Regions from separate parts of the Mus musculus genome. Here all the other regions are linked to region 1. A link is a contact called in public ChIA-PET, Hi-C, HiChIP or PLAC-seq and Micro-C data. All regions are on one chromosome and are shown on one strand. The core of a region is the stretch at or near the end of the contact, and the rest is flanking DNA. Distances in the headings are between cores, read along the strand shown. Region 1 overlaps Gm38709 (a long non-coding RNA gene). Region 2 overlaps Patj (PATJ, crumbs cell polarity complex component). Region 3 overlaps Patj (PATJ, crumbs cell polarity complex component). Region 4 overlaps Patj (PATJ, crumbs cell polarity complex component). Region 5 has its middle 38 kb from the start of 0610025J13Rik.

Region 1 (5,177 bases), core at 1,095-3,594:
TTCTAATGCCCAGAGTTAAGTTCCCATCTGCCTGTGTTTGAACCTTTCCCCCACATTTTTAAGTGTGATAAGCCCTGGCTCTTTAACTGGCAGAATAGGAACCCTGAATGTAATACTGGGGTAGGGGAGAGGGGCAAAGCAGTCTATCACCTTCATTCATTTATACTCAGCTTTTCATGGTTTACAAAATGGACTCAAGGGGAAAGTGGCAGCAATTTTTAATTTCTCAGGCAGGAGAGCTTATGAAGGCCATAACATTGTTCAGACTTCATGTGTCTAAGATAACACAACATACTGCACCTCCACCCAAATCCCCTTGGCAAACACAACTGAACCCCAACATTCCTGGTCCTCCTTCTATGTTATGCATCTTCTTAAATTATCTCTTTGAAAGAGGATACCAACTTTCACGACATCACTAAATGCTCCCTTGTTCTGGGTAAGTTATATTCACGAAGTGTGGGCTACAAGCTTGTCATTTAACCCTTGGCAGAGGTTTCGACCCTGGAAGAGAGAGTGAAGTCTCCATTTATGCCTTCAGGGATAAAAGTGCTTTTCATCCAGTTTACCGAGGAAGGGGGCTGAGTGCAAAGTGTGTAGGTTTGTAGAAGACAGGATCCATCCATCCCTCAGCTTTGCCAGCATTGGAAGCACAACCTCAATATGTCCACCATTCTCTGCTTAAATGCTCGGGCAGGGCACCAGGACACACTGCCTTTGTGGTTTCTGTCTCTTATACCCACCAGCTCTGGGGGGAAAAAAATCACACACCTGCACCTTAGAAAGAGGCCAAATCCAGTTCCTGCCTCCCAGAGAGTATGAAGACCACTTCTATTGGAGTTACTGCGTGCAGCAATTGTTTGTAGCTCCTTAAAGGGAAAACACTGCGTGCCCTTTGTTTTGTCTTAAGAATCACACAGAGACTAGGCCGGGTGATATTCCTGCTAAGTTAATGCTAGGGTAGAGTGCAGTGCTAGAATCCCAAGACCAGAGTGTTAAAATGGATCTCAATTTTCTGTTTCCATAACTGCACTTTCTATTTGGCTTATTCCCTTCTTAGGGACCCCATCTCCTGCAGCAGCACAAGAGATTAATAGTTACATCCCTATTTTTCTCAAGATAAAAGCTGTCACTAAATGGTGTTGCAACCAAGTGTCACAACTGTACATACCCCATTGCCATTGTTTATTTAAATTTATCTCTGCAGTTCTTTTATGGACTTGGGAAAGTGTAACAGGTTCTAATTGGTAGGGGGAAAAAATCCAAGTCAGGTATGTTTTACTTTTTTCCGATCAAAGAAAGACTGAGTAAAAGAATAAGCTTTTTGCAGTGTGTTTTTTCCAACACTCTTTTCAGTAGCTGTACGCTTTCCTCCCTTATCCAGTTCCGCTTTCACTTTTCCTCCTCCCAGCCTCGCTAACCCACTTAACAATTCTCCGGCCTGTCCCAGGCCGCTGGTAACGAGCAGAGGACGCCCACGACTCCCCCTAACCACACCGTTCAACTTCAGAAGCTCTTAAGAGAAAAAGTCTTCTTCTCAAAGTGCAGTCGGAGCAAATCATTCCCCCAGAGTTCCCTCCACAGCTGCCGTAGGAAGGACTTCGGTCGATCTTCAAGAGGGGACCCGCGCACAGGACAAGTCCGCCTGTGGCCACAGCAGAACAACCCAGGCCGGAGGTTGACGCCGCCCTACGCGTCCTCCCACCCCACGGGACATCCCGATGACCCGGTCACTCAGCGCTCAGCCACTGTAGGACTGACTCCACTCTTTCCTTCCCTGCTCCGCTTCGCCTCCCGAAGTGCTCCCAGATCAGCTGTGGTGTGATCACTCCCCAACACCCAGCTCCATCGCGTACACCCCAACGTGTGCAAGATGGGGTTCGAATATGGGAACCCAACTTTGCAACGAAAAAGCTCAGGGTCAGGCCGGAGCCAGAGGGAAGAAAGAGCACGAAGAGACCGCACAGGGCGCCGATACCGGGTCCTGAGGAGGCGGTCCTTGTTCCTAAACAGGCCATGCAGGTGCACCCTGCTGCTTTCTCTTGCAAGTCTTTTGAGGTTTGGCCTTTTAGAGCTTTGTAAAGTTGACTCTCCCCCTCCTCTCAATCACAGGGTCACACTAGGAACCACACTGTCCTCAGCCCTTTAATCTCATTACTGACTTTAGGGGAAGGGGTAGAAGGGTGAGGACGGCCTGGGCCGCGGGAGGATTGGGGTTCAAGCACGGCTCAGGAGCGCCACGCTGGGCAGGAAGCGCTCAGAGGTCGGTCACTAGGCTCTACTTCTTGAGAAGTGCTGCTTAACCGCAACCGCTCCGCTCCGCCCACACCAGGGGAGCGGGAGAGAAGTCCCGGGCGAAAAAGACTTTTTTCCTTTAAGAGAAGGCAGCTGGTGACCCGGGTCCTCATCCTTCAAGTTCCCCTAAGCGAAGCAGGGCGCCACCTACAGTCGAGTTCCAACTAGCACGTTGGTGAGAAGGCTGGAGATCCTTTCCTAAGCAAGGCAGGATTTTGGGCACAGCCATCTCATCTCTGTAATCAATCCAGACCAACAGGTCTGTTGGCAGGCAACAGCAGACTAGACCATACCGAAAATTTGCGTTGGGGGCGTGAAGAAGTTGGGAAACAGAACAGTACTAGCTCTGATTGGACTTGTTCGCGCTCTAATGGTTTTGGCTGGATTTTGAACCCAGTATCTCCCCCACGTTTCAGCCAAGGAGAGCAGCAGTCAATTTCATTAGGAAGAGTATTTGTGTGACCTTGGACAAGTTGCTCCGTCACTCACTCTCCTTTTTCTTCCCCTTCAGAACTATAACCGTGAGAGTTTTTTTTTTTTCTAAATTAATGAGATAAAGTAGGTGAGAAACTGCCCATGTTAAGAGCTCCCACCTATTTCTAAAAGGGGGAAAAATCTTCCGAGAAATAAAACTTTAAAGACACTGCATATGTGTTTCCTGTTCCATGAAAGATTAGGTCTCTAGGAGGAAGAGGCGAGAAAGGCAGCCAAGTGGCCCCAATAGCTGATTTGAGCACTGGCTAATCTCCTCATAGACAAAAGAGACATATTAGTGGATGGCTGTGACTACTTAATTATCATTTTACTTTATAAATTGTTAATTACCACATGAACGTCAGAACCATATATGATATACATTATTCCCACTGTAAAGATGAAGACATACAATCCAGAGGTGAAAGCTATAACTACAACTTCAGCAGACTCAAGTCTGTTTCTGAACCTGCTTTTGATATGTAGTAGTATTAAGTTCTTCGAAATCAGATTAGGTGTTTTACATAGGAGGACAGGTTTTGTCTTTCATAGCACCTCTGAAAAGAAGAACTGTGAGTTCCCAAGGGGATTGGAGGGCCAGGGAGGTCAAGGGAGTCACTTTTGTGGGAGCTGGAGAGGCAAGGGTTTGTTTCATTTTACAATTCTAGGTTATGTGCATCAGTAAGGGAAGGCAGGGTGAGAACCTGAAGATAGGAACTGAAGCAAAAGCCACAGGGAAAGTTGCTTCCAGGCTGGCTATTGGCTTCCCTGCCTATTTTTCAAGGGAGTCATTTTAAGAATCAGCAGAGCAGGCCCGCAGAGAACCCTCCTCTGACAACATGAAAGTGACTTCAACTGGCACCTGTGTTGGGACACTTGTAAAAGTTCTCAATCCAAGTCAGGCAGGGGACTTGGCTCCTTAGTGGTTGTGCCATGCTGAAGGGGTGACAGAGGCTCGCTCTTGCAGCCCAAGAAGTGGTGATGATTGCAGTGTTTCCTTAGAAAATCTTGACAGTGGATGAAAGAGCAGGGCACAGAGGCAGTAGGAAAAGCCAGAGACAGACTGACTTATACTTCTATCAATATAATTAGTCTATGCTTACCTCACGGCCCACACAGCCAAATCTCATCAAACAGCCCAAGGAAAAGTTTAGTTTAATATAGCAATTGATGTCCTGGCATCTAAACCACAGCAGTTGGGCTCTGTTGCCCTTATTATGAGAATATATACATTGAGTTTGCCCCTAGCTCAACCCTGGGGCTTCATGCATGCTGGGCAAGTGCTCTATCATCGAGCTATATAGCTCAAGGCCGACACTGCACTTTCCCCCATATATCAAATATGTCATTTCTTTGTATCCATGTAATAGTAGTGACATTTCTTTCTTCTTCCTCTCTCTCTCTTTCTCTCTCTCTCTCTCTCTCTCTCTCTCTCTTTCTTTCTTTTTTTGTAGTGGCATTTCATAATGAAAGGTTTGGATTACATAGAGAAGCAAATTATACTACTTTCAGCATTTTGGGGTTACCATTGTGGAAAATTGTGCATGAGTTCCCCTTCTCATCCATCAAAGCGTAAAACCCAAACCACCATTCCTACCCACAGCACCTCCTTTACACTGGTAGAATAACCGAACTTGCGAAAAGGCCTCAAAGCTGAGAGAATGGCTTGGCCTATACATTATTGGTGCACAAGTCTGACCTGAGTTCAGTCTTCTTAAACGTGTTAAAAACTAACTGGGAAGAGAAGATCCCTAGAGCTACTGGTTATCCGTCAAATTGGCAAGTCCCAGGTTCAGTAAGAGATCCTGTCTCAAAAACTATGGTGGGGAGTTATTGAGGAAAACACTTAACATTGACCTCTGGCTTCCACATCTTTCACACACACACACACACACACACACACACACACCAAATTCCTTAAGTTAAGCAACAAAAAGGTTTGGCTAGAGCATTGTCTGTAAAGACAGCCCTCCTGCCTAGATCTTCCTGCCAGCTCCAACTATGATCCATCTCCTTGCCAATAGATTACTGAGAGCCCAGACTTCGGCAAGTTGTCTCCACTCTCCACACAGTGACAGTGTTTCTAATAACCTAATAGATTTTCATTTTGAAACACGTGGCACAAAGAAACCCATTAGCTGAAGAGCCCTACTGGGTACCTAATACTTTAACCTTATCACAGTAAGGTCAAGTGGCCAGGTTGTCAGTTTGTTTGTTTGTTTATTTATTTATTTATTTATTTATTTATTTAGTGACTGGTTGGCAATTAAGAGGGCTTTGTTGTAAGTAAGCAACAGCAGTTGATAGAATTTTAGAATGTGCTTTATGTGTTCCATATTATTCTAAATTTTAGCAGAACTACAAAGAAATAAAAGAGTGTTTCTTCTTGGAATTTTAAGATACAAGTT
Region 2 (5,177 bases), core at 1,420-3,919, 900 kb before region 1:
AGCTGCTGGGAGTTTACAAACACATAAGACTTTATTGACAGGCTCATATGTACCTAAAATTGAGTTCTCATGCCAAGCCTGATTTAACAAAAAGTTGATACTCATGAACATGAATATATTGTTTATACTGAAATATAGATTTAATGAAGGAAATGGGATATTCCCAGTTGATCATTATATTTCTTTGAGATTTCTCCCCTCCAAAACTTCCTATATGCCACTTTCCACTCTCCTTTAAATCCATGGTTTCTTTCTCTCACTAATTGTTATTGCATGCATGTGTATATGCTCTACATTTTATAAGTCCCCACAGTTCCATTTGTTCCTTACTTACTGAAATTGTACTCAGCCTGCACAACATTATTGCTTGCTGTCACACTCTTACAGCCTGAATGACCAAGTCCAGAGGGCTATTTGTTAACATTCTTCCAGTGCGATTCATAGAGGCTTTGTAAACTCTGCTTGATTTTAAAGCAAAATGGAGGTTAAAAAGATGTTTTGTATAAAAACATATGACTTAAGCAATAATGCCAGAAAGGAGCTGGGCTTTGGGGATTACGTGCCAAAGCACGCCAAGCTCCTTGTGAGACAGACTCTGCAAGGTTCACACGAAGGGGAACAGCAGATAACCAATGCAAAGGAGCTTTCTTCCCTGCCTGCTCTAAAAAATCCAGGAGTTGAAATTACGACAGTCCTACTTCCAAACTGTCAGAAGCGGTCATAAGTGAGTGAATATAATATAATGGGATTCAGTGAGGGTCCTTCAGGATAGATATGGCTGTGGCAAAAGATCTTCTCCATTTTAACTTCTTTTTTTTTTTTTTAAAGATTCATTCATTCATTCATTCATTCATTCATTCATTCATTCATTCATTCTATGTAAGTACACTGTAGCTGTCTTCAGACACTGCCGAAGAGGGCATCAGATCTTGTTACAGATGGTGGTGAGCCACCATGTGGTTGCTGGGATTTGAACTCAAAACCTCTGGAAGAGCTGTCGGTGCTCTTAACCACTGAGCCATCTCTCCAGCCCTCCCTTTTATCTTCTTAGTAGGTAAACTTTGCTACATAATGTGCTAAAGCCATGGGCCCTCTATCTTGATGTATAGTATGCATCTACCTTAGTAATTATACATTAGTAAAGTATAATGCAGACCTTACACAACTGTGTAATAAGATGGATTAAATTGGTATTATTCTGTAAAATTTATGTCTAATAATAAATTACACTATCTGTGCATGTTGTAGCCTAGTGGTGACATATGTGCTTAGGTATGTGAATCCTTGGATTCAACCCCTGACATATAAATAGATATTAAATCAGGCAGTGGGAAAAAAATTAAAACTCAGAAACTATTTAATACTGACAATCTAAGGTCTTTCAAAATCAAGAAAAAAATATATATATATATTTTAAAGTGGGAAAATGGCAGGAACCGGGAAATGTTATACAAAATGAGACAACCCAGGCCCCAAAAGAAAACAGTTCATGATCTCCTCATATGAAGAGCCTAGCTTCAAACTTGAGAGTTGTGTGTTTAACTTGTGTCTATAGAAGGCAGGAAGCCAGAAAAGGTTCATGAGGAAGGAGGGGAGATGAGGCCTCAGTGAAGAGTTACAAGTTCAAGAGGAAATGGGACAGGGATGGCAGAGGGGTGGGGGGTGAGAGGGTAGGAAGCAAATTAACCATAGTTAGGAATGCATGACAAAGTCTTAGGGACTCCCATTAATCTATGAGCTAGTTACAAATACAACTTAAAAATAAAAGGAGTTTCAACTGAGGTATTCTCATGGGCAGACAATGCTCTTCCTAGAAGGCACGGTTATTACATGAAGATCTGTGTCAGGAGCTAAATAGATCCTTCAAGTTAGTGGTCTAGGAGGCTGCAGAGGCACAAACCAGCACAGGACCAATGGTCTCGAGTGCTATATTTTGCTTCTTCAAGAATGTGGGTGTAAAACTCCCAATGAGGAGTCAGACATTTTAAGAAGGGTTAACAGGGCTGGGAGGGACTGGCAGGGGCTGAGGTCTTGTACTTGCAGATTGCATGACTTCCAGAAGCTGTGTAGTAGTTTACGGGGCAAAGGAATACTTCAGCAAGGCCAGCAAGAGCAAGGGAAGACAGGAAAAAAGATGAAATTGTATGCCTCTGAATGACAGGAAATTAAACATGAATGAATACCTCACCTTCGCAGCATAATCTGCCTTATCTGTCTTCCTTATATCATGTAACAATTAGTCTATAATAAATTCAGAAAATGCTTTCTCCAGTGTTCCTTTTTTTCTACCCTTTAGAGATCTGAAGTATTTTGATTTTTCATTGGGTTATCTCCCACTGTAAACCACAAACATTAAAATATAGCAGAACTAGCTAGCAAATCTCTCTTCCAGAGCAGGGTAACATCACTCAGCTTCACAACCTAGGTCAAAGCAAGAGGAACTGAGCAAACATATGTAAGTTATCACAGCAGCCTGTGCTCCTCAGAGGCCAGCCTGGCAGTGGCATCACAGATGAGAACAACAGGGGCAGAAGGCTGTCTCCTAGGACAGGGCCAGGTGTGCTTGTAAACCTTCTGAGGGCCTCACCCTTGTCATTAGCTTGGGGCTTTCAAAGGCGGGTGCAGGTGACTGGCTGCAAGCACACAGACAGGACATGCGATCTCCCTCTGTGATCTCAGAAGCCATCTGTCCTGGCAGAGAGGACTGATGAGGTGTCAAGAGACTAACTCTACAGATGGCCAAGATTGTTGGCTACATAACAAAAAAGACACAGATTCTTATTGGGAGGGCTGTGTGTGGGAGGGGTGTGTAAGGGAGGGGTGTGTAAGGGAGGGGTGTGTAAGGGAGGGGTGGAAGTCAGTGCCCTTCCCTGCACCAAGGCTGAAGTGAGTCTAACCAGGAGAGGTTCTGCTCATACCTGGCTCATCATTTCCTGCAACTTCTTTTTACAAATTACCATCTTTGTTTGCAAACTTCCTGCTGGCTGGATAATGGGACCCATGTGTTAGTTTTCATGCTTCATTTGAAAATTGGGGGGGGGGCATTAAAAAGGGGAAAAAGATCTTCACAGGAACAATGTGTTTAAGCACTTTTCACATCGGCCCACTTTTTGGCTGCACAAAAACTACACACCTATATTTTTTCTGTAACTCTAACTTAAGGCTGTCAATGAGGTACGTGAGGTTAGGAAATAAAAGCTGTGTCCCATCTCTCATTTTAAGTGGTGCTTATCTTTCAAAGACACTGGGATTTATAGTCTCAAATGGCAGAACCATATATTAGGAACCTCATGATGATCTTTAAGAACTTTTATCTTCGCCTTTCTTCGCAGAGCAAGATAATCAATAAGGCCCCGGCTGCTGGAAGAGGAGGCTGGGTGAGCGCCCTCAGACAGAGACCAGAGCACAGGCCAGTGGTAGAGGGCAGTACACAGTGGGGTCAGGAATCCCGGGGGGCGGGGTTCCACACAGAGGGGAACTGTATTTATGCCAACAGAAGTGAGGAAGCAGGCTGAAGAGTCGTGACTTTCAGCTGACTGCATTCCTTTGAGTCTTCCAGGAAGTCTAGATCTGTCTTAGGCTAAGTCATAAAAAGAGACTTATTTACAACAAAGAAATCAGATGGCTAAATATTTTATCTTATATGTATGTATGTATGTATGTATGTATGTATGTATGTATGTGCACCATGTGTGCACAGTGCCCAGGTATTGGACCCCATGGAATTGGAATTATAGACAGCTTTAAGCCACCCTGTTGATACTCGGAATTGAACCTGCGTCCTCTGGGATAGCAGCCCATGCTCTTAACCACTGAGCCATCTCTCCAGCCTCCAGAGGGTTAATTTTTTTTTTTTAATCATGAAAGCATTCTATATAGAACTGCTCTAAAATTTAATTTCCCTGTTTTGCTTAAATAGCTTTATTTATACAAATTTAAATCTTACAGTATTTAAGACCTCTTTTTGGGAAAATGGGGAAAACAGGCTTTTAAGAGGGAGCTAGTACCAATGTTAGGGAATAGTTTCTTAATACTACTCCAATGGCCTTAGTATGGCAAGAAGAAACCATTTCCTAGTGTTTATAAAATTCTTCACTTTTACTACAACCCAGTGAGTCAAGATTTCTATGGTATTTGACCATTACACTGTTCAGTGATATAGCGGAGTCATACATATCATCCAAAAGGAAATCCATATGGAAAGCTCTCTCCTCCCATAATGACAAAGGGCAGACGAACACAGTAGCCCAGGCTAGATAAGATAAGGAGCTTAGAGTCTTAGGGAAGCAAAGGCCCTGGCAGCTCAACTAGCTGTGGGCCTGGGCAACTTCAGCATCCCCAGTTCCATCCAAGTGACATTGCACTTTCATAGGATGCTACATGCAGTAATTTCTGACTGTAGGAGCAGAGGAAAAGTTAATGTCCACAATCACTGTGTTGTGATCAGGCATAAGGTGTTAGAATCCTTTAGTCAATAACATTAGGCTCAAAGCATATTCACTTCTGGGCTGGAGAGTTCACTGAGAGTCATCGGCCAGCCAGCATGCTCTACAGGTAGAGAGGCAAGGTCTGCAGACCAGGAGCGGGGGCCCAGGTTACTGTAGTACCTGCAGCTTCCGAGTTTCCTTATGTTTTAGGGAACAAGTATTTCTATTTTGTTTTGACAGGCTTCAAGTATCCTGGGTCATAATGAGCCTGTGACAGTAATTCACTTCTACATACTTACCAAAGGTGTGTCTTTTCCTCCAACAATGCTGAGCCCGAGCCCGGAGCGTCCCTTGGATATTTCTATGATCATTTCCTGGCCAGGGACGATGGGACATGTTGCAGGGTCCACCGAGAGTGGAGCAGGGTCCACTGGGAGAGGAGCCTGGAAGTTACCTGGAAAGTGACGAAACGAAATGATTAGCAAGCAGGAGATGCGCTCATCGTTTACTGCCTGGAAGATGGGGTTGTGTGGCTGTCACCTCTCTCCCTTCACATGAGGCTCTATGAAGGGAAATGCTGGACCATGGCTCTCCTCTCCCACTGGATGAACCATGACACTGCAATGACACTTTCTGAGATGAAACCATTAATTCCTCGAATCTGTCACCGTATCAATTTTAGGTATATTCAATTAAAAAAAAAAACACCTCAAAATATACCATGAAAATCAGCATGGAAAAATTAGAGAT
Region 3 (5,177 bases), core at 1,421-3,920, 810 kb before region 1:
AGCACCAGCTCAGCAAGTACATTACGCAAGTGAAAAGTAAACACAGACAGGTTTGTTTATATGAGACTGGTACAAATAACTGTGCCACAAATTATATGCTGGCGGATGGAAACATTCATATGACAAAGCTGGATGTGATAGGAGGTGCTTTAGGATGCAGGAAGCTGAGGCAGGGGGATCGCCACTTCGATGCCAACCTAAGCTACATATCAAGGTCCTGTTTAAAAAAAAAGAAAAAGAAAAAGAAGAAAACACGAATAAACAAAAACCCCAAAACGTATAATATATATGTGTGTCCAATTTCAGGACTGAAGCGATAGCTAACTGAACCGATGGATGAGGCTGACTGGGCAATGACCTCAGGGCTCCACTTGTCTCTGACCCAGTGCTGGAGTTTCAGACCTAATTCTGGGCTGGAGCTCCCAACTCTGGTCCTCATGCCTCCACAACTTTACCTACTGAGCGCCCCCTCACACACCGCCATCCAGATGCCACATCACTTTCCAGGCTGGTATGACAATTTTGCCGCTGCTTGAGGCAGTATGTCATGTAGCCCATGCTGGCTTCATACTCAGTATGTGGCTGAAGATGATCCTGAACTTCTGACCCTCGGGTCCGATCTCCCAAATGACAGGGTGACTGGGGTGCAACACTTACGCCTGGCACAATCCTCACTTTTCCCTCCCCTGGCAGACAGATATTCAGCAAGAAATGAAGATTGTGCCCTTAGGAAACCTGTTATGTAATCGCCAATTTGTGGCTTAGATCTGAAATGTCCCCACAGCGTCTGCATGAGGACTTGGTTTTTTAATGGGGCTGAGCAAGGGTGTGGGACCTGACTGGATCAAAATGGTTCTCACTGAATCAGTGAAATACTCCATTATGGATTCATAGCTTAAGGGAATTGGAGGAAAGGGTTTTGTTATGAAAGCAAACCCTCTTTGCTTCCTGGCCACCATGGAACAATTTAATATGATTCAAGCTAAGAGCATATTCTGAAGACAGTTAAAAATCACCATGGCAGGAGCCTAAAGGATAAAGTTCAAAGTGATGCTAATAGAGAGGGATAGGTATGCATTTTTTAAGATTAAAGATAAAATAGTTGATAAAAGAGGATACTTTCTTACGTTATATCTATAGGTAGAAGAATATAACAAAGAGAGATGCTTCACTTACTAATTCTTTGGAATTAATAAATGAAAGTTTTACAAGTAAAGTACAAAAAGACATCTAACTCCAACATATAAACTCAAAAACCTCAGGTATATGAGGAAATGCTAAAAAATGCTTCAAAAAGTTCACAATAGCAAATTAAATGGAATATTTAGGGCAGGGGTTGTAGACCAGAAGTGGAGCCCATTATGTGAGACCTTGGGTTCTATCCCTCCTACATCCCCCAAATAAATGCTCTATTAAAATAGCAAATGAGACATTAAATAAATGAGGTTATCAAAAGAAAACACACTAACACCCAGCCAGGCATGAAAACTATCAATAGCCTCCACAGAGGTGAAAACACACACAGGGGTTGTAGTGCTGGTAGTCACGGCCACTCCAAACAACCCTCAGTCTTGCTATATGCAGCTGCCCAATGTGACATAGGTGCTGTCTCAGGGTTACCATTGCTGTGATGAAACACCATGACCAAAAGCAACCTGAGAACAAAGGGCTTATTTCATTCACAGTTCCATATAACAGCAAGGACAGGAACTTAAACAGGGCTAGAACCTGGAGGCAGCAATTGATGCAGAAGCCATGAAGGGGTGTTGCTTACTGGCTTGCTCAGCCTGCTCTCTTATAGAACCCACATGTGCATTCAAATTCCATATGCTTTATATGCTGGCTCTTTATGAAACATACAGAAATGTACAGTGAGGGAATCAACATAAAATCATGCTACTATGCTATTTTACAACAGCAGCAGCAGCAACAACAACAATAAACTCACCTGGTCGTTCTGAAAGATTCAAGATGAAATTGATCAAAGTGGATTCAACTGTTTAGCTGTGTAAGTCAGTCATGACAAAGACTCTCCTTTGGTAAACCTCTATGGTCTCCAACGGAGAGAACTAACTGTGTGATGCCCAGGCACTCTGAATGAACATTGAATGGACTCTTAGAGCTGAGGTGGTAAACAGAATTAAGTTTAAATGCCTGCTGAGTCACTGTGTCTCGAGTTTGTGGATCTTTTTTACATGCCAAACCTATCTGTCAAAGTAAGGTCTCCTTAAGAGCACATGTTCCCTAAAATAACCTCAAATACAGGTGTCCAGATAATGCACAGGGAAGGAAGAGAGAACCATGCTCTTGTTTTCAATGCTTAGTTAATGATGTCTGAAATGAATTTTGAATTGATGACAAAGCTGTTCTTTTCTTCTTAATTTCCTCTGCCATGAGGGAAACTGCCATTTGAAAGTAAGTAATGCTTTTCTCCTGATGACATTAAGAAGAAACAAAAACCAAAAAGTACTCAGTCTCCACTGGGATTCCCAAGGAAGAGGCCGACACCATCCTCTACCTTTCAGGTTGCTTCTCTTAGTTACTGCCAGCGAGGGTACCAAGCACAGCTCGAGGCGCAAGGGAGCACTGCTCAACCAGTGCTGCCTGTGGATGCAAAGCACAGAGGCAGCTTGAAAACTGGCGTTCAAGTCGCTCCAGCTAGGGATGGTGAAAAAGCTCTCAGGACTGCAGCGCCTGGGCAGTGTACCAGCAAACTTGAAGACAGGATAGCCAAACATCACCAAAAGTGGTCAAAAGTCTCTCGTGTTTTTCAAACATACGCATCCAAAGCCCTACTGTTAACCTAATGCACCTCAAAACCTGATTCTCATATTAATCAGGTAGGGTCTAAAATGTAGATTTGTTAATCTTACTTCGTGAGACTAGAAGGTTAATTTTCCCGGCCTGAGTTTTCAATTGCCACAGTTACACACTCACTGAGTCAATGAACAAATATGAATGGAATCCACTTCGCAGTAAAGTTGTAAAACCAAAGGAACTCATCCCATGAAATCTGTCACATATACACACATGACTAGTTATAACTCTGAGAAATAAAAGCTTCAAGAAAAAAAAAACCTAGGGGCGGAAACTATTTATTTATTTATTTATTTAGTGCCTCCTCCCCAGGAGTCAAGCTCAGAGCCTTACATATGTGATAATACCCAATACTGGAGCCACACCCTAGTCTCCACCACCTATTTAGTGAGTGAACAGGAAGATGAATAGTGTCCACAGCTGCAGTCAACTGAAGATAAGACTAGTTGGTACACAGTGCTGGAGCCCTGGGCCACTTCAATGACTCTGCATCAAGCTTGCTCCAGTGCTAACTTACTTAATGCTAACAGACGAACTAACAGATGTAACATCCAGTCACGCCCTGGACTTTTCACTTTTATAGACAGAGTGGAGCATCTTGCATCACTTGAGGGTTTACTGACAGTTTGTGGGGCGCCTGGCAAGTTGCAGAGGTGCTGGTGAATCTTCCACTCCACTTTCTTCTCCTCTGGAAAGAATGATCTATCATCTCCGTGTTCCAGACTTTAGAAAGAAGGCTCAAGTCTTAAGTCCCTTGCCAAGGGTGAGCAGCCGGTAGCTGATGAGGTTGTCGCCCAGCTCTAATTGAGTTCTTGTTCATTCAGCCCACTGCTGCCAGTGCTTTGGTGTGCTAAGCTCAGGCTACACCGACTGAAAGGCACACGCACAGGCTGCCCTATGGCTCTTCAACTGCTCTGCAACCATCCCAACACCACTCCCAAAGGACAGAAAGCCTATTTCAGATCTAAAGTCACAGTGTTGTTCCAAAGAATGCCTCTTTCACTTAAAAGTGGCACCATTCCATCTTTAGATTTATATTCAAAATGTATTACTGTTAGGGATGTGGTGGTGGTGGTGGGGGTGAAGTTCAGTGGCAGAGTGTGCTTCGCACGTCCTAGGCCCTGGCATCTCTCCAGAATAAAGCTTATACTTAGCAACAGCAGCATGGCCAAATGCCAGCTCAGGACACTCGACTAACATTTCAGCCCCTGCATTTGTTATCCTACAACTTATTTTTAGATTCACAGCTTGAAGAGGATAAAAGAAGACGATTCTACTTCTTTGATATACTAATTTCTGTATTTTCCCCATCCCTGGGAAAGATGAAACAAACCGTGTAACTGAATTCTGTTTTACAGAGAAAGAAGACTTTAGAGGAAAGGCCTTATAAAAGGCCATGAAGTTGGCATATCCAAAACTTAAAATAAATTGCTCTCTACTAGCTCATCTTACATTCCCCTAATGCTGTTTTTAAGAGAGACTTTAGGTCTGTCCCTCAGTCTGAGGTGCTATGTTTAGAAATCCTACCTCCTCACAATAGCTCCTCACATGAAGGCGACCTCACCACTCGCTCTGCCCCTGAGTCCTTCCCACACGGATGGTATGATTGACAGGCAGCTGAGACAATTCAGCCAGAGCTCGGTTGGGTCTCCTGCACCCATGGGGTCCAGTCTGTTCTGCTTGCCCTTAGATGATGGGGGATCAGTGGCAGTTCCGAAGCTCCCTCCACACTTTTCTTATTCATTCTAGCTTTCTCTTTGAGATAGGTCCTGCTGTGTGACACAGGCAGGCCTTAAGCTCAGGACCCTTACGTCCTCTTTAAGGAGCTGCAGCAGCGCTCACCCAGCCTGTCCACCTGGGGACTGGTCAGTGTAGTCACTGCCAGCGCTCAGCACGCAACACCCCAAACACAGCAGTTGGCCCAAGAGAAGTGCACTAGGAGCTGCTGATAAAACTGCAGAAGAGAGTCCTGCTACTCAGCCCCTCAGGCAGGTCACTGGACCCAGAACTCCTCTTTCTTGATTGAAGCCAAGGATGGTTCCTCTCTGACTTACTCCCTCTCTCTATTACGTGAGGGAAAGAACTAGGGAGGCAAGAACCAGAGGACAGGGCATGTAGAATTCCACCTAGTGTGGCACCATCAGACCATCTTCTCCAATCATCTTTCTGTTTGCCTGTCTTTAAAGACAGTTTTCTGATATTTTGGATCTTCATTTCTAAAGGATCCAGTGTCATGTGAAATTTTAGATCAATAAATATTGTGACTGGGACCAGAGAAATGGGTTAGAAGGCAAAAAATGCTTGTTTCCAAGTTTGGCAACTGAGTTCAGTTCCCAGGATACACATCATAGTAACAGAGA
Region 4 (5,177 bases), core at 1,307-3,806, 760 kb before region 1:
TCAAGCACAGGAGAGCTTTGCTATCCAGGGAGGAGCCTGATTTGCTGTGGCAAGAGCCAGTAGGGCCAGCCTCCCGGACCCATGAGCTATAAAGTGAAACAGCACCGCCCCCTCCCCATCCCACAGACATTCTTCTTTGAAATTTGTATTCTTGAAGAAAATGTGAAATGCTACAACTTATAAAGTATAGGCTGAAAGCTCACTTGTAGGTGAGGAGGTGGAAGGCTCCTTTAGAGAGCTGCCTAACAATATGCAATGCAGCATTTACCCAAGCGATATGAAATATGGTACAGAATTTCATCAACATTGTTATTTGAGGGACCGTGGCTCAGGGGAAGCTGCTTGCAACCAAGTCTGGCAACTGGAGTTCAAACTCTGGAACCTGCGTGACATGACAACGGGACAGCGCCACCTCTGACTTTTCATGAACAAGTGCACACAAAAATGTCAAAAAGAATTTGTTAAAGGTATTTGATTTGGATACTTGTTTGTTTTTTGTTTTTGTTTTTTTTTAATTTTTTTCAGAAGTTAACCAGAGGTTGTAATTTTTAAAAAGACAATGTATTTTATTTACCATCATACAAAATGTAAGGGGTTATAGGTGGTTGAGAGCACTTGTGGCTTTTAATTATTCACTCAACAAATGTAACTGGCACATCCACTACTTGCCAGAAAGTTCACAAACCCTAAAACAGTTCTCACTGCCCAGAGCTACCGTTCCAACGGTGAGAGACAGAATGGACACGGGGACTGATACTCAGAAGCCCTAACTTCTAGAGAAAAAAAAATGAAGCAATTAGGGGACGGATAAGATACAGTGACTTCAGACAAGTAGCCAGGAACTACTCCCAGCTGCATCATGTATGCTAAGGCACTGGAGACAGCATGAGGAGGGGAAAGACAGAACTCAATAAATATTCTGACTTGCCACCAAAAATAAAAGCACCTCCACTCAGGCACCTGAAGAGGAAGGATTGGAGCCAGAGGTGGGTGAGCCAGAAACCAAAATACAAGTGAAAAAAGCAACACTCTGCAACTGGGACTCCCCGTGGCCTGCTCCTGGCCTGCTCCCTGGACTGCCCCGCCCCGTTCCCTGCCTGCCCTCTGGCCCAGTCTGCCCTGCCTGGCTGCCTGTTTGCCCTGCCCCAGTACCCTTACTGTGCTGCAGAGCTCTTCAAAGAAACATCAGTACCCTCCCTCTCCCATCCTGACCTCAGCCAACAGGACTAGGGTCCAAACAGTTTCCCACTCTTCTCCATGCTTGGGCCCACCTCAGGCATGCGGTCTAAGTTCTCTCTCGCTTCACCTGTGCCTCAGCCTCCTGATGCTTTTATCTAATGAAGACCTCTCGATTCCAGACTCTCAGGACTGCTTTGGATACCTGCTCTCTAACCCAACACAGGGAACTCTGGCCCCCTCCTTCCCCTCCTCCAGTTTCCTAGAATGCGTAAGATGGTCCAAAAGACATGTATAAAACATGCTGCCCGTGTCCTCTTTCTGTCTGCTTGATAAAAGAATAAGTAAGGCACACCGAGGAGGCTGTGACCCTTTCTAGAGGCCTGTACCTACAGTAACACCATCTGATTCATCACTACAGTGTATTATATTCAGAGACTCGATATAAACACTCAGCTAGTCTGCCCTCGTGTTTTTAAGAACATGAGGGATTTTACACCAAAGGCCTTCCTCAAGTCTGTGTCTTTATCTTGTTTTAGAGACTTGACTCTCCAGAAAATTGGAACTGACCAGTCAGCCACAAGCAATCTGCTCCATCTTTTCCTGTGACTGCCACCCATGCTTCACTGTGATCAACTAAATGCCTACTAAATGACCACTCCTTTTGCTTCTGGTCTTGACCAGAAACCACAGAAACAGGTCCAATCAAGTGGCAATGTGGCAGAGACACGGTGAATAGAATTATCATGCTCAGCTGCCTTTCCCATCTCCAGTCACTTTCACTGCCAACTGCTGGGCCCCCATCCCTAGGTGCTAGTCAAAGCAGGCCAGACAGCTCCAGGGGTTGCCTGTGCACCTCCACTAAATGCATGGGAAGGCAGAGGGGAGCAGGACCCAAGCAGCGGCTGTAAGCACAACAAAGGATCCACTTGCCAAGCAACTTCCCACAGTCCACTGCTGTGCTGTGCCGTGCAAGTTCACGAAGGTCATTACACCTTCTCCTGCCTGTTGCCCAGGCCTGCTGCCCACTGCCTCCTCTCGGGCCTGTTGCCAGCACACAAATACCCATTTCTTTCCCCTCACAGTGTTTGGCACATACTTTATAGAGCTGTTCACCCTGGGCTCACAGCACCCAACAGCCCATAAAACAAATCATGTCCTGGAGGCCCACGAAGTCGTTAAGCAATGGCTGTAATGGGCACAGGGGTTACGAAAACAGGGAGGTTTAAAAAAATAATAATAAAAAGGCCCCTGGATAAATGGAAGTTAATGCTTACAGAAGAGGAATGGGGAAATTTTTCAAACCTTTATACATAGTGAGGTGTAAGGGAACAGCCTGGAGAAAAAGCAAGAACTCGGTCAGAGAGGACGGTGGTTGCATAACACAGCAAACAGAAACAAAACAAAACCAAGTTTGCTGCTGTGCTGAGCAGGCACACCCAAGCAGGCTGTGGCCTTCCCACCTGACACATACTACTGAGCCCATTAGTGACAAGGCTAACGTAGCCTTAGTGTACAGTGAGGGCTGGACTGAAAATGGGTACACCAACAGAAACCCATCCAGAGTGAGCAGTAAGATAGAAACGGGGTTGTTTCTTCCTGGAATCTTTATCTATTTATTCTTATTTTATGTGTATGATTACACTGTAGCTTCAGAAGAGGGTGTTAGATCCCATTACAGATGGTTGTGAGCCACCATGTGGTTGCTGGGAATTGAACTCGGGACCTCTGGAAGAGCAGTCAGTGCTCTTAACCACTGAGCCATCTCTCCAGCCCTCTTCCTGGAATCTTGGGATGTTCATTTACAAGTTTGTTCTCACACTCTGTGAAATTGAGTATTTAAAGAAACAACATTTTGCTCGTGTGGGTTTTTTTTTTTTTTTTTTTTTTTGCTGTTGTTTCTGTTGGTGATGAAACCACTGTGTGCTTTCCTGCTACTTTGTCACTTCCGACATCATTATTTTAGATTAACCGCCTGTTACACGCAGGCTACCAATAAATGATTTTAAAATTAATTGTTCTATAAACATAAGATGGGTTGTTGCTCATGGGGTGTTCTTGTGAGCTGCAGATTTGAAAGGGATTCCCAAACTCTCAGATCTAGTCTTTGACTTTCCAACTGAGGAAAGAGAGGCTTGGAGAAGCTTAGTAGAAAGGAGCCCAGTCAGTGTTCACATAGGGTCTCTTGTTTGCTAAGCAAAGCTCTCAAGAGGAAAATGAAAATCAGAATTTTATCAACTCAGCACACATGCTGCTGAGATATCTACCAGCCCACATCAGTATCTTCTTAGCTTGGCACGATGAGCAACCAACAAATCTAGGCATGTCTGTCACAGCATTTCCTGATGTGTGCTTATAAATGGTTTCTGACTGAAGACAAGTTCACAACACATGACTTTAACAGCAGTCCCCAAATGATATGTTTAATAAAAACTACCTCCTGCCTTGTAAAGTTGAATGGTGTCCCCCAACTCTTCTCTGAGAATCTATACATGGTTTCTGGGAGAGGGAATGCTATTTTCTTCAGTAATGTAGTCACAAACAAGTTGTTTATGCACCCATAAAGAATGCCCCACCCGTGCTTCTATAAGAAATCCCAATGAATGTCACTCAGTCACTGGTGAAAAGATGACATGAAAGTAGAAAGAGGAAGAGGGTCAACGGAGTGAGAAGGAACAAGGGCGTTAATGGAGGTGAATGCACCCGAAAGACATCATATATCTGATGGGGGAAATCATAATAAAACTCATTCTGTATAATTAATATGTGGTAATAAAACCCAAGATTAATATTAAATGGGACAGAGCCTTTGAAATTAAGACTTAAATCCTGGGGTGGGGGTGGGGGCGTTTTCATGCACAGTTATATGGAAGTATTGCTGGGGAATTTGATTTAGTGATAATGAGCAGAATAGAAGAAGGGCAGAAGGAAGGGAGGGAGGAGGACAAGGTTCCAAGCAGTGCCAAGACACCTATAAAACAACAGCAGTGACCAGGCCAGCGTACTCTGTTCAGTCTTATCATGAACCAAGAACTCGTACGCCCTCACTAACCAGAGAACACGGAAATGGGGTGAAATTAAAGAGTAGATCTCCTATAGGAAAGATAAAAGCTTGGCCAGGGAGTGGTGGCGCATGCCTTTAGTTCCAGCACTCAGGAGGCAGAGGCAGGCGGATTTCTGAGTTTGAGGGCAGCCTGGTCTACAGAGTGAGTTCCAGGACAGCCAGGGGTATACAGAGAAACCCTGTCTTGAAAAAAAACAAAAACAAAAACAAAGTAAATTTAAAAAAAATAAAATAAAATAAAAAATAAATGAAAGCTCTAATTCCTTCCCAGCTATGAGCCTGAAAAGTGGCAGACTCATCTAATGTATGGTTCCACGGTGACGGCCTGCTCCGGTCACTCAGAGGGGCCAACCAGAACCAGCACGGCATGCTTTCTCTGTCCGCCATCAGGCTCCATCCTGTGGACGTCACAGAACAGAGTCTTGACCTCATAGCAAACTCTCATCGTGTTCTAAAGCTTTCTCCCATCTGTGTGTAATGCACGAGATGTCATGGCGACGTGCTTCTGCCAAGCTGGTTCCAGCCGTGAAAGACAGCATAGACCCTGCCCTACAGTTCTGAGTCCCGGTGTGATGATGGCACAAGAGTCTCACCTGGGATCTCAATATCAGAACACAAGTCAGCATCACATTGTTAGGTGAATAAAAGTATATGAAAGTTGGTATTCTGAGTTGGCAAAGAGAGGCATAACACTTTCAGAATTCTTTAATGGAATCTAAGTTATTAATGTACTAGAATCAACTATAATTTATGGTTATGAAAATACTTCATAAATGTTTCAAATATGCACCCCTTTATTAATATTTAACAGCTCCATCCAGTGAGCTAGCAATTTCACTTAATAGCATTGGATACTTTACCATAGATTAGGAGAGACATAGCTCATGTAAAGGGGTGGTCTCACTTCCATCTATGCTATAATACAAAGAGAATGAGG
Region 5 (5,177 bases), core at 1,869-4,368, 530 kb before region 1:
GGCTCATCATAATATGACACTGCATTGTAATGGCACAATGGAACACTGCCATATCTCAAGGTGGATTTTGAAAGCATAATGGAGCATTCCTTTAAAATAATGTCACATAGGATTATGCTGACAAAATACAGCATTATGATGGCATAGTGGGTTCTTGTTATGTCATGATGCATCATTCTTATAATACAGTGGATCATGATGGCAGATTTGCTATGGCACAAGAAGTCATTATAAGATCACAGTTGAGCTTTGTAAGCATTTCAGTGACACACTGAACCATTACAGTGCTGCAATGTGGTATGACATTATGTGATGGCATAATGGATCCTTGTGATGTCAGAGGAGAGCAGTGTAATGATGCACTGGATTGTTATGATGTCACAATGAATCATTATGATGTTACAAAAGAACAGTGTGTTAACATAGTTTGCACTATGGTGGTACCATGGATCAATATGATGACGACAATGTTACATTGTGATGGCATAATGTAGCTTTATGACGGCACAATGAGCCTTTATAATGTTGCACTGCATCATTATTATGCCACAGTGTGGCTTTATGATGATACAATGGGGGACTGTGATAACACAAAAGACAATTGTGATAACAGAGATTAGTACTGTAATGGTACAGTGAAGGTCTGTGATGTCACGCATTGTTTTATCACAATTGAGCATCATGATGGCACATTGGTTCATTGTGTTGTCAAAAAGCACTATTGTGGTCATGGCAGGCACAAGGCATTTTTGTGATGGCAAAATCCGTCATTATGATGGTGTAATGGTCAGTATAACCTTGTACATTCTAACAACAAAGAATACTCATTAGCTATGGTTAAACCATAGACACACTTTTCTGTGTCTTAGTGGAGGGAACGTTCTTAGAATCATTTGGCATGTTCCATGGTAATCAAATTATGTAGAATACTTCTGTTTTAATAATACTAGCCCTTTAAGTCTTTGAATTTTGTTTGAGACAGGGTTTCTCTGTGTATCCCTGGCTGGCCTGGACTCACTCTGTAGACCAGGCTGGCCTCAAACTCAGAGATCCACCTGCCTCTGTCTCTCAAGTGCTGGGATTAAAGGCATGCACCACCACCAAGTCTTTGAACTTTTAAATTTTACATGTTTCATTTCACTTGGAGTGAGCTTCTTTTGAAGCTACATTTCAGCTGATCAACTAAGACACATGGCTCTTGAATTAGATTGTCGAATTAAAAATCTCTAGCAAATATATTTATGTTCATGATTCCTCTTTCTTTCATTATCCTTCCTTCAATATAAATCTATTATGACACATATTTCCAGTTTCTGTATGTGTAAATAACCAGGAGTTGCAAGTATTTAAATGAAGACTCTTTTCTCTTTGAGATATGATTGATGTGACTCATAGGTCAAGATACAATACATTGATTAAAGCCCATTGTAAACACAGTTCCCACTCACACATGTGGTGGCTGCTGGATGAAAGCCTGGAACTGGAAGAGGGGCCAGAGGGCACTTGCATTAGTGTGTCAGGGCTGGTGCTGAAGTCAAAGGGCAGAATGTGAAGGATTCTTAGCATCTCTAGGAGGATGGTCATGGAAGAGTCCACACACAGGCAGAATTAGCTTATTGGATGGGAGGAAGGACTGCTTTGGCAGTGAGAGAAGCCTAGGGATGCTGAGCACTGTGGGGATTTATATGTCCCTGTATTTACCAAAATATGCTCATTTTAGATTTCAGGTTTCATCCTTTTCAGAGTGAGGTCTTACTCAAACATAGATGACTAAGTAAGAATATAAACTCAATTGAATTTGAATTCAAAACTCAGTCTTGGTATCTAACTTTTGGAATCATTCTATTGGCTTAAGAGATTTTGGAGTTTGTCTGAGGGCAATTAAAGAACTGTCTAAGTTTCTAATTTTGCCTAGCCTGCAGGCATGTCTAACCTTTTGACATTGTGACTCGAGGTTACCAAGTTCACACTCAAGAATCATGCAATCTAGTTACAAACAAAAAGCAAGGGAATAAACAAACAAAAAGCATCCAAGTATTTTAAGTAAGTTTATTATTTTGTTGAGTATAACTGTTCCCTCAGAGGCTACAGGTTAGACACATCTTAAAGAAAATTTAAAAACCTTAGTTTATAATTTCCTTTCCTGAGCTCTTCATTGCTTCAGAAATGTCCTACAGCCCCTTAGTCTCTGTTTACCCTATTCCTACTACCCTGATCCACCAAGCTATTGCCTCTTTGAAACACACAATTAAATGGCACATTGGAACATTATGGTGGTACATTGTAGTACCACTAAAAAAAATGTCGTGATTTAGCTAGCTATTTTTGTGACCATGCCCTGAACTGATTTTTTTGTTGTTGTTGTTCTTCAGGAAGAATTGAATTATACTTGTCTTCAGCCATGTGACTCTTCCCAGGGAGATGTAAAGAAATGCTTGCTTACACCAAACAGAGAGGGTGTCAACAGATTAAAGAAAGGACTGCCATCTGAGTACATTTGGTGAATCAATGAGTTTATTAGGATTACTTACAAGAGTTGGGTAACTCAAAGCAGATAAGACACCAGGATCTTTGCCATAGACACTGTTAGTAGAGCCGCTGGTGAATCCTAATCCTTCGTCAATGTTGTACTTACTATACCTTCAATCAACTCCCAACACCTAGTGAAGCTGGAGAAGGAGGAAGCAGTGATTGGTCTCTCATGTGAAGACTTGGACTCTCATTATTATTACTATAACCTAGCTGTGACTATAGACTAAGGTATTCTGTAGGTCACCATAGCAACTCTGTTTCATGGTGGCAATGGCCATGTCAATACCTAAGAAAGAATACCTCTATATCACCTTCAAGCCAACAAAGTCATGTAACTACTGTCAGTCAAGTTCCTATTGTTGGGAGTCTGTTGTCTATAATTACTTCTACTTCTGAAATCTATATTAGTCATAGCACAGTATAAGAGAGAAAACACTCTGGATATTTTAAGCATGAAAGGATTATATACAGGAAATGAAGTGCCTTAAAAATATTTGAAAATGTTAGATTAACATGAATCAGGAAGCCACAAATGGAACTATTAAATTTAATGCTCATCATCATAGATTCTATTTAGAGATAAGGTAGCTGGGTAACGAAGCCACTTCCTCTGTCACCAACTGAAAGTTTCTTGACACCACAGAAGTGTTAACCATGCACAGAGTCTGGTCATCAATGCCCCAAAGTCGCTTGTAATACTTATGTTTTTGTGAGCTTGCTTGTTAGCAGAATAACAAAAAGACAGCAACCTGTTTTATATTCAAAACTTTTTCAAATGCATCAATCCACAGAATCTAATTTGCATATAAAATGCTAGCAGTCTAAAAGCCTGGCTGATGTAGTTTTTAACCCATAGGCTCTCTAAGGAAATGGGAAGGGGTGCTATCCAGAGTGTTGATAACCTGTTTTGTTAGCAGGTGTCACAGGTAGCTTCAACTTGACACAAACCTAAAGTCACTTGTGAACAGGGAGCCTCTGCTAATTATATAGGAGGGCTCAGCTTATTATGAGCATTGTTGACCCTGGGCCAGTGGTCTTGGGTTGTACAAGAAAACAAGCTGAGCAAGACAGGGGGAGCAAGCCTGTAAGCAGTGTTCTGCCATCATCTTGGTTTCAGTGCCTGACTCCAGGTTGAGTTACAGCCCTGGCTTCCCTCAGCGGTAGGCTCTAAGATGAAATAAACCCTTTCCTCCACAAGCTGCTTTTGATCAATATTTTATTACAGCAATAGAGAAACAAATTAGAACAGAGTTGGTATCAGAGAGTGGGATATTGCTGTGACAGAAATGACTATGGTGTTTTGTGGAGGACCGTGGAAGGATTTAGAATTTTGACCTTGGAAAGCCATTGAGCACTCATTGAGAGCTTAGTAAGCTCTTCTGTGGATGCTTAGATGTGAAGGTTGGGAGAAATGCAAACAACGGGGGCAGACTTGTGAAATTTCAAAGCAAGGTAAAACTCTGTCAGACCTGTGTGTGTGATTCAGTGTCTGGCAAACACAGAAGTGAATGGTCACAGTCATCTATTGGATGGATCACAGGGCCCCTAATGAAGAAGCTGGAGAAAGTTCCCAAGGAGCGAAAGGCATCTGCAACCCTATAGGAGGAACAACAATATGAACTAACCAGTACCCCCAGAGCGCGTGTCTCTAGCTGCATATGTAGCAGAGGATGGCTTAGTCGGCCATCAGTGGGAGGAGAGGCTCTTGGTCTTGGGAAGATCATATATCCCAGTACAGGGAAATGCCAGGGCCAGGAAGCGGGAGTGGGTGGGTTGGGGAGCAGGGCAGGAGGAGAGTATAGGAGACTTTGGGGATAGCATTTGAAATGTAAGTGAAGAAAATATCTAATTAAAAAAAGAATCTATGGACTTCAAACCTTTGCTTTACTGGGATGATATATATTGGCTAGCTGGGGATCAAAAGTCAGCTGTGACTATCAAGAGGTCATTGTGGCAAAATCTTCTCAGAAACATTCCTCCAGGGTCATCTAGCAGAAGCTGTGGTCCAGGGACACCAGTGCTGTCTATCGAGCTGTAAGCTGAACTTAGCAACGTTTAAGAGTCTCCCTTAGGACACTGGTTTTAAAGGAATGGAGTAGTCATGGAGAGCAGGTAAGAAGATGTGGCACTGTGTAGCAGGGTTGGAAGAGAGGCCATTGACTGAAGGTGCAGCCTCAGTTATAAAGGAGACACCAGAATATTGGAGGTGCCAGGACAGCAACAGGAGGTGCAGGCTAAGTCTGCAAGACAAGTGATGTTTGCTATGGATGCAGAACTAGAGAAGATCTGGCTGAGCCCTTTTTTAGCTACAAGATCATGAGTCCTATTTGCTGGACATTGAGCTACAGAATTTGATTTATACTGCTAGATGTTCAGTTTTGCTTTGATGTCATATTAACCATATTCCAACTTTTCCTTTTTGAAATAATCAAGTATTTCACATGTTCTTTCTTCATTTTGCAGGAGCCTACAGCGAAGAGACATCTGATTTTTAAAGAGTCCTTGGACTTTTAAGTGTGGAAAACTTTAAAGACTGAGATTTTTAAAAAACCAGACTGTGTTTTATAGTGTGGTACTAACATTAGCATGAGATCTTAGAGATGAACAAGACAAAGACAAGGCAGGCTATGGTGGACTCGTGAGAG

Evidence for each region. Hi-C and Micro-C count contacts between places; a contact is called where the count stands out from the background. ChIA-PET counts read pairs in DNA pulled down with a chosen protein or histone mark. HiChIP or PLAC-seq counts read pairs in DNA pulled down with a chosen protein or histone mark.
Region 2: a contact with region 1 is called in an H3K4me3 HiChIP or PLAC-seq map of embryonic limb bud, with 4 times the contacts expected there. The contact joins two enhancer-like sites. A contact is called at or near these places in 2 of 115 datasets of contacts at active chromatin or transcription factors (bone marrow-derived macrophages and embryonic limb bud) and 1 of 9 other capture datasets (embryonic stem cells).
Region 3: a contact with region 1 is called in a Hi-C map of uterus, with 4 times the contacts expected there. The contact joins two enhancer-like sites. A contact is called at or near these places in 2 of 484 Hi-C or Micro-C datasets (myocytes and uterus), 2 of 115 datasets of contacts at active chromatin or transcription factors (embryonic forebrain and embryonic limb bud) and 1 of 9 other capture datasets (embryonic stem cells).
Region 4: a Micro-C map of brown adipocytes shows a contact between it and region 1, with 2.8 times the contacts expected there. The contact joins two enhancer-like sites. A contact is called at or near these places in 3 of 484 Hi-C or Micro-C datasets (the HL-1 cell line, brown adipocytes and cerebral cortex) and 6 of 115 datasets of contacts at active chromatin or transcription factors (bone marrow-derived macrophages, cardiomyocytes, heart atrium and 2 more).
Region 5: an RNA polymerase II ChIA-PET map of effector CD8 T cells shows a contact between it and region 1, with 10 read pairs. The contact joins two enhancer-like sites. A contact is called at or near these places in 1 of 15 datasets of contacts at CTCF or cohesin (pro-B cells), 14 of 115 datasets of contacts at active chromatin or transcription factors (DN3 thymocytes, acute myeloid leukemia, bone marrow-derived macrophages and 11 more) and 1 of 9 other capture datasets (embryonic stem cells).

Annotation. Positions count from the first base shown.
Region 1 is chr4:97,748,413-97,753,589 of GRCm38.p6, reverse strand. It overlaps Gm38709 (a long non-coding RNA gene), which reads left to right. Exons shown (of 5, transcript XR_003955232.1): 5 at 1-2,943. It also overlaps a transcript of Nfia not described here. Among named protein-coding and RNA genes, the nearest start is that of Gm38709, 26 kb to the left of the region's middle. Within about 2 kb of position 2,344, at least 334 of the 459 cell types and tissues checked have an H3K27ac peak or open chromatin away from gene starts, as enhancers often do. A contact at or near this core is called in brown adipocytes, effector CD8 T cells, embryonic limb bud and 1 more, where this site is marked.
Region 2 is chr4:98,652,108-98,657,284 of GRCm38.p6, reverse strand. Patj (PATJ, crumbs cell polarity complex component) reads right to left here. Exons shown (of 44, transcript NM_172696.2): 34 at 4,727-4,881. Among named protein-coding and RNA genes, the nearest start is that of Gm35137, 44 kb to the left of the region's middle. Within about 2 kb of position 2,669, at least 22 of the 459 cell types and tissues checked have an H3K27ac peak or open chromatin away from gene starts, as enhancers often do. A contact at or near this core is called in embryonic limb bud, where this site is marked.
Region 3 is chr4:98,562,469-98,567,645 of GRCm38.p6, reverse strand. All of the region lies in intron 27 of Patj (PATJ, crumbs cell polarity complex component), which reads right to left. Among named protein-coding and RNA genes, the nearest start is that of Gm40210, 14 kb to the left of the region's middle. Within about 2 kb of position 2,670, at least 51 of the 459 cell types and tissues checked have an H3K27ac peak or open chromatin away from gene starts, as enhancers often do. A contact at or near this core is called in uterus, where this site is marked.
Region 4 is chr4:98,506,085-98,511,261 of GRCm38.p6, reverse strand. The region is part of intron 21 of Patj (PATJ, crumbs cell polarity complex component); the gene reads right to left. Among named protein-coding and RNA genes, the nearest start is that of Gm40210, 71 kb to the left of the region's middle. Within about 2 kb of position 2,556, at least 38 of the 459 cell types and tissues checked have an H3K27ac peak or open chromatin away from gene starts, as enhancers often do. A contact at or near this core is called in brown adipocytes, where this site is marked.
Region 5 is chr4:98,280,437-98,285,613 of GRCm38.p6, reverse strand. No RefSeq gene overlaps it. Among named protein-coding and RNA genes, the nearest start is that of 0610025J13Rik, 38 kb to the left of the region's middle. Within about 2 kb of position 3,118, at least 22 of the 459 cell types and tissues checked have an H3K27ac peak or open chromatin away from gene starts, as enhancers often do. A contact at or near this core is called in effector CD8 T cells, where this site is marked.